2 separate regions of the Mus musculus genome follow, and region 1 is linked to region 2. The links are chromatin contacts, called in public Hi-C maps. All regions are on one chromosome and are shown on one strand. The core of a region is the stretch at or near the end of the contact, and the rest is flanking DNA. Distances in the headings are between cores, read along the strand shown. Region 1 holds the start of Med10 (mediator complex subunit 10). Region 2 overlaps Tent4a (terminal nucleotidyltransferase 4A).

Region 1 (3,574 bases), core at 301-2,800, 300 kb before region 2:
AGAGAACAAGGCCAGTCACAGCAGGCTCTGGTCTAGGCAATGCGCCAGCTTGTTCCCATCCCACAAAGCCCTCCTTGAGGGGCAAGACCACAACTCTATACCTTAGTAAACATCCCAAGTGAGACACAATCCTGTACCCAGCTTTAAGAGACTGAACTGTGGGTAGAGATGGTTTCTTGGGCAGTCTCTCATTCCAGAAAAGGGTCTCCCCTGGGTGGGAACACAGAGAGGCGGCTTCCAGGTCCAGACACTAGAGGCAGGACTGGCCGTGTCTCAGCTAGGGCTATGCTGGCTTCCTTCTCCCAGATGAACCTGACTACCTGTCTGCTCTGCCTGTACCTTCATGTTACCTTCCTAACCCAGGAGCACCAGCACCAAGGCAGCTCAGTGGCTGGGATCAGAGGGAAGTCGGGAGACTGGCGCTAGCTACCTTAACAGGCTTCTTCCTCCCTAATGCTGCACACACCTGAACCCTTAATTGCCACGGGATTCTGGGGACACCTTTGGACTTACAAAATATGTTCAGATGCTTAATTTTTCCCTTCTAAACTCAGAAAGGAGGTGAAGAGAGAGCAGAGCTTTCTGGAGTGCATGTCACTGAATGGAGTTTCAGGGTAGACAGCGTGGAGAAGTGGGCTCCAGTTTAAGTGCAGTACCCACAGTCAGCAAGGAAAAAGCCCATCCCTAGTGGGTTGAACCTCGGCTCCCTCCAGAACCACTCCAGATCCCTGGAAAGTGTCCCATATATAAGCGGTGAGGCCTTCTCCTGAACACTGTGTTGTTTCCCTGTAGGCCATTCCAAGGCCTACACAAGATACTGTCAAGAAATCAACCCTCTGTGGTGGCCTTCTTCCACAGCGAGGCCTATGCAGCAGGTGGCTCAGGGCCCCCCTGAGGTGTGAAGTCAACCTCCCCAGTGCGGTGGGGTGGGGTGGAGTGTCCGTGGTGCCTACCTCCCCTTACGGCATCAGGGTAGTCCCAGACTGTCCTGTAGGGTCAGAGTGGTGCCAGCCTCCCCTGTGGGGTCAGGAGGGATCCTCCTCCCCTATGGGGTCAGGGTGGAACCGGCCTTCCACGTCCGGCCAGGATGGACCTAGAGCTACCTCTATCCCAGCGGGGTCATGACTGAGCCTCCTCTCCTGTGCGGTCAGATCCTCCTTCCCAGTGGAGTCAGGGTGGAACCGGCCTCCAGTGGGGTCAGGATGGAGCCCGTCCGCCCCGGTCAGGACGGAACTCGCCTCCCCTGTGAGGTCCGGTCAGGATAGAACCGGCCTCCCCTCGGGGACCCGGGATGAACGTTAGAGCCCCAGTGGGGTCCCCAAGGCCGGCGGGCAGGGGCTTCGCACAGACGCGCCGAGCCCTGCCGGGCCGTCACTCACAGCTTCTGGCTCAGCCCCGCCTGGCTGCTGGGCTGGAAGTCGCTGACGATGATGCCGAGCTGCCGAATGTTCTCCACGAACTTCTCCAGGTGCTCCTCCAGATGGTCAAACTTCTCCGCCATCGCCGGCTCCGCCCGCCTCTTAGCCTCAGCTCCGAGCGACTCCGGGTCCACAGTGCTCGCCCGCTTCCGGCTTCCGGAAGCCCACATCCGTTTCCTCGGGGGCGGGGCCTCCTGGGGGCGGGGCCCGGGCGCTATGGGCGGGGCAAGAGACGGGGTAAGCCTTTGAAGGGAAAACCCGCTTGGAAGCTTCTGAACTGTGTGTGTGGGAAATGTTAACCTGGAAAACACAGCAAAGGCATGTGTAAAGGGGCAAAAATGAAAACTCTTAGCTGGTACCTAGCTTTTCTCAGTAAAGAAAAAACAAGTCTCATCAGGGAAGTAAAGAAAGCTAGATTGAAGGACAAGAATTTAGATACAGTGGACCTTGTATGTTCATAATCTGGAAAGCTTGCGAGATGTAAGCAATTTTCTTTAAAAGATAATTATCTGGGCCCAGTGAAATGGTTCAGTGGGTGAAGACGCTTGCTGCTAACCCCGACAACCTGAGTTTGGTCTCCAGAATCCTACATGGCAGGAGGAGAGAACAGAATTCTATAAGCTGCCCTCTGACCTCCAGACAGGTACTGTGTCACAGGTATGCCCACACACGGCATACACAGACACACAATACATAATAAGAAAATGTATTTAAGTGGGAAAGTCAAAATAGAGCCATGCTTTTTAAAACTGGCCAGGAGACAACAATCACTTTCAAAAAGAAAAGAAAGAAGGAAAGAGAGAAGGAAAAAAGGGAGGGAGGGAGGGAGGGAGGAAGGAAAGAAGGAAATACCTAAGCCCTAGGTACTTTTCAACTCACTTTTTAAATTAATCAAACATTAAAGAACAAATTATTTCAAACTTCTGCAGACACTTTTAAGTGCTAGAAAAGGAACATTTCACAATTCAATTAAAAGGGGTGGTGAATTTGATATGAAAACCAGTCCTGAAGGACAAAAAGAAGAAATATAAGTAAGTCTTTCAACCTTCATGAAAGGAGAGACAAGGGGACAAGTGAGAGAGACAAATAGGGAGAATGGGGATGCCAAGGGATGTATACAGGTTCTCTGTGTTAGACTAACAGAACTTAGAGAGAGAGAGAGAGAGAGAGAGAGAGAGAGAGAGAGCGCACACGTAATATGAATTTATTAGAATAACTTATAGGCTGCCGTCCAGCTATTCCAATGGTGGATGGCAGTGAACAGAGAGTCCAAGAATCCAGTAGTTGCTCAGTTCAGTCCGTGACACTGGATGTCTCAGCTGGTCTTTGCTGGTCTTCAGTATACACTGGAATCCCAAAGAATCAGACTTTAATGTCAGTGAAGGAATGGATGTGCTAGCAAGGCAAGGGCAAGCAGGCAAAGAACAAAAGCTTCCTTCTTCCATGTCCTTATATAGGCTTCCAGCAGAAGGTGTGGCCCAGATTAAAGTTGCACCTCCCCACCTCACTATCCAGATCAAAGGTGTATGTCTTTTTATCTTAAAGGTTCAGAGCAGAAATGGATCCACCCACTTCAAACCAAGCAAAAACGTCCCTAACAGACACACCCTCTATTTCTGGATTCCTGTTCATTCCATATGTAGTCAAGTTGACCACCAAGACTAGCCATCCCAGCTCTCCAAATGCCCAGAACTGATATGTTGAATGCATGTATATTTAGTTTTATATATGTGGTGTTAGAGTGTCTGACAGGGTGTGTCAGGGGTGATATAGCAATGGCTGATTCATGGTGGAAAAACTGAGAATCCAGTTGCTGTTCATTCCGCGGAGCTGCATGTTTCTGCGCCCCCAATCTGTTGCTGGACTCCTGGGAGATTCCTGGAGAGCTATCAGGGTATGGTCTTCATTGGGATCTGAAGGTCATTGGATTTAGTATGGGCTCCGGCAACAGGAGAGATGAACTTGCCAGAGAGAGTGAAGGCAAGCAGGCAAAATTTTTCTTCCATGTCTTATAAGCTGTTAGTAGGTGTGACCCAGTGTATTAGTTAGAGTTCTCTAGAGTCACAGAACTTATGGATAGTCTCTATATAGTAAAGGAATTTATTGATGAGTTACAGTCTGCAGTCCAACTCCCAACAATGGTCAGTAGCAGCTGT
Region 2 (3,469 bases), core at 394-2,893:
GTTTATATCTTGAGTACCCCTGATTTGAGGTAATGTGTTTGGATATCTTGTCAGGACAGGTGACGTTACCTTGAGTGGGGTTTCCCAAGGCTTCCTGGTGTGCTGTTACTAGGATCCTTCTGGCTGTCAGACCTCACAGAGCTATATAGATGGGATAGCCCTCCTTCTGTGCCTGTGTTGGAGACCACCCACCTGAGGCTGGACCTGGTGTAGCATTCTGCTTATCTCACTGCTGCTGCCTGAGGGAAGAAGGCCAGGCCCTGTACTGGGCTGCCTTGAGTATTTGATTTGGCTCAAAAGCAAGGACATAAAGGCTTGGCAAGAGGACTGCCCTGTTATGTAGAGGAGGGAAGAACTCTGACATTATGAGGGATTATTCCTGGAAGGCCACATTCATGCTTCAGCCCTGTGCTACCAGGACTTGGACACTAGGGAGGCTTGACCGTCACCATCTAGAATTGTGCAAAGGACAAGTTCTCTGTGTGACCATGGAAGCGATGAGCCACACGCTACTCTTGGATGCTGAGAGTAACTGGCATGCCCACACTCATTCTGTAGTGGGCAGCTCAGGTCTATAAAGTTGCTGGCACCTGGGAGTTAGTTATCAGGGACCGTGGGCAAGCGTCACAGAGAGGCTGTGGCTTGCTAGAACAAAGTGTGCAGGTGAAATAGCCTGACAGTGATGTGTGAAAGCTGGAAGTGAGTTCCCAGGCAGAGTTAGCTCTGTCCACTCACATCCTGGTCCAATGATTGTGATACTGTTCAGTCTCATCCTGCTCCCTCCTGGTAGCATGTCAGGATGATGACATTGATGTGAACCATGCAGCCACCATCCAGATGACAATGTGGAAAACTTACCATTGCAGCATGAGGGTAACTAGATGTGTGTGCTTGGATGTCGTGGTCTGAATGGATGTTGAGATGTGTTCTTTCTTTCAAGCCTCCCACCAACAGAGGCTGTCCATTGTCTTGTGTTTTCTCAGGTGCTATCGAGTGGGGACCCCTCAGTGGGTTCCTGGAGAGCTGCTAGGTGAGTGTTGTTGGAGTGTAGCTTGAATTCATATGCTGGTGGCTCTCTTGCTTTTACAGTTACATCCAAGAATCGATGCCCGGAGAGCTGATGAAAACCTGGGAATGCTTCTTGTAGAATTTTTTGAACTTTATGGAAGAAATTTTAATTACTTAAAAACTGGTATTAGAATAAAAGAAGGAGGTGCCTATATCGCCAAAGAAGAGATCATGAAAGCCATGACCAGTGGGTACCGACCATCGATGCTGTGCATTGAGGACCCCTTACTGCCTGGTGAGCTTGCCCCTCTGGCTGGAAGCACAGTGCTGGCTTATCTCTACCAGCAGAACTCAGTGGGAACACTTTCAGGTTTCTAACGAGTTTACTGCACTTTAAAATGTTTACATTCTGGAAATATCATAACTAGGAAAGGCTAATCAGGGAATCCTCACAGGAAACATTCACTTCAGGAAGGAAGCATGGGCCAGGAAGTGAAGAATGGGGACTCCTGCAGGTGATTCTCCTGGCTTTCCTATGTCACTGCAAATGTTGCTCTTGCAGTATGTGGTGGCTGAGCTAGGACTCCAAGCCCCACTCCATTGGCACGTGTAAGGGTGCTTATCTCACCCACCGTGGTAACACTTGGTCTTTAAGTCCTTGCCAATCTGATAACTGCTGCACATTCTTATTTAGTTATAGTCCTTCCTGGTGCTTGCTCTTCAACTCTGCATATGCCTGTTGAGCCTGTCTTGGGTGATAGGCTAAGTGCATGATGGGATCAGGGCAGGCTGTGACAACAGGACGACGGGAGGCTGCAAACGCCTTGGCTTTGTTCTTCTTTCGTGGAACTGTGCGCTGCGCTGCAGCCATGGTCTCCTGAGCTGGCCACGTTGGTGTTCTGTGCTAGGGGAGCCTTGTCCACATGACTCTCAGATCCCAGCTTGTGCTTTCATTTGTATTCAGTCGCTTATTATTCTGCTCCTATTCCTTATTTATTTACTATCCTCATTTTTTTAAATAATGTTTTTATTAAATATTTTCTTTATTTACATTTCAAATGTTATCCCCTTTCCTGGTTTCCCCTCCGAAAACCCCCTATCCTCATCCCCACTTCCCCCTGCTCACCAACCCACCCACTCCCACTTCCCTGTCCTGTTATTCCCCTATACTGGGCCTTCGAGCCTTCACAAGACCAAGAGGCCTCTCCTCTCATTGATGTCCTACAAGGCCATCCTCTGCTACATATGTGGCTGGAGCCATGGGTCCCTCCATGTGTACTAGCTGGTTGGTGGTTTAGTCCCTGGGAGCTCTGGGGGGTTCTGGTTGGTTGATATTATTATTCCTTCTATGGGGCTGCAAACCTCTTCAGCTCCTTCAGTCCATTCTCTAGCTTCTCCATTGGGGACTCTGTGCAGTGGTTGGCTGTGAGCATTCACTTCTGTATTTGTCAGGTTCTGGCAGAGCCTCTCAGGAGACAGCTATATCAGGCTCCAGTCAGCAAACACTTGTTGGCATCCACAATAGTGTCTGGGTTTGTTGTCTGTATTTGGGATAGATCCCCAGGTGGGACAGTCTCTGGATGGCCTTTCTTTCAGTTTCTGCTCTATACTTTGTCTCCGTATCTCCTCCCATGGATATTTTCTTCCCCCTACTGTCCTCAAATTTAATGATTATTTTTAAACTGTTCGTTCTAGGGTGAGACTAATTTCTTTAAAAATCTTTTGAAAGGAAAATAGACAATTCTAGTGAGCTGTCTTCAAGTGGCTAACGGATCCCATAAATGGGGAGGTGGGGTTTTCGTGGAAACGTCCTGACAGTGTGTCATCTACTTGAGTGTCCCATGTCTTCAGGTTCTATTTCAGTGTGCCTGCATTACTCCTGGACTGTAGCTGTGTCTAGGAAGATGAAATTCCCATATCCTCCCTAAAATCCCATACTTGAGATGACTGAGCAGTGAATCTATGTAGGAGTTACAGTTCCTCTTGATGCTAGTGGTAGCTTCATTTGCTTTGCTCTGTGAGTTTGTAATACAGCATTCTTCCCTTAAAGGGCTTCCTTCCAGTTCTGATACTCTGTTCAGTGTGAGCGACCCCGTTACACTGTGTGCCACTCAGGGCTTATCATGACATTGATCATGCCAAGTCCACACTGCTGGTTGGTGTGTTGGATATTCTGGATTTCCTTGTGGTGTGGGCTTCCCTTTTTTTTTCTTTTTCCCTTTTCTGCTACCTGGGGTCTTAGCAGACTCTGTGAACTGTCAGACACTTGTGGCTGCCCCCTTTCCATTGTTAGGAATAGACTGGTCACAGAGTCTGAAGCACTGAACCTGTGTGCAATTATATACCATGCACTTGCAGCAGCTCGCTCGGGTCTGTGTTTACATGCCTGTTGCTTGAGCTGCTGTAGTTGGGAGGCATTTGGTGGTGAGCCCCTATTCACAGTACCTTGTATGAGAGACAG

Evidence for each region. A called contact is a pair of places that touch in the nucleus more often than the background predicts.
Region 1: a contact with region 2 is called in a Hi-C map of the G1E-ER4 cell line, with 2.7 times the contacts expected there. The contact joins the promoter of Med10 here to the enhancer-like site in region 2. A contact is called at or near these places in 4 of 484 Hi-C or Micro-C datasets (the G1E-ER4 cell line, the N1E-115 cell line and pre-megakaryocyte-erythroid progenitors), 3 of 115 datasets of contacts at active chromatin or transcription factors (double positive thymocytes, effector CD8 T cells and memory CD8 T cells) and 2 of 9 other capture datasets (adipose tissue and liver).

What each region holds. Positions count from the first base shown.
Region 1 is chr13:69,807,858-69,811,431 of GRCm38.p6, reverse strand. It overlaps Med10 (mediator complex subunit 10), which reads right to left and starts at 1,550. Exons shown (of 4, transcript NM_138596.2): 1 at 1,380-1,550. The coding sequence starts at 1,501.
Region 2 is chr13:69,504,750-69,508,218 of GRCm38.p6, reverse strand. Tent4a (terminal nucleotidyltransferase 4A) reads left to right here. Exons shown (of 13, transcript NM_198600.2): 7 at 1,090-1,303. Among named protein-coding and RNA genes, the nearest start is that of Tent4a, 27 kb to the left of the region's middle. Within about 2 kb of position 1,643, at least 8 of the 459 cell types and tissues checked have an H3K27ac peak or open chromatin away from gene starts, as enhancers often do. A contact at or near this core is called in the G1E-ER4 cell line, where this site is marked.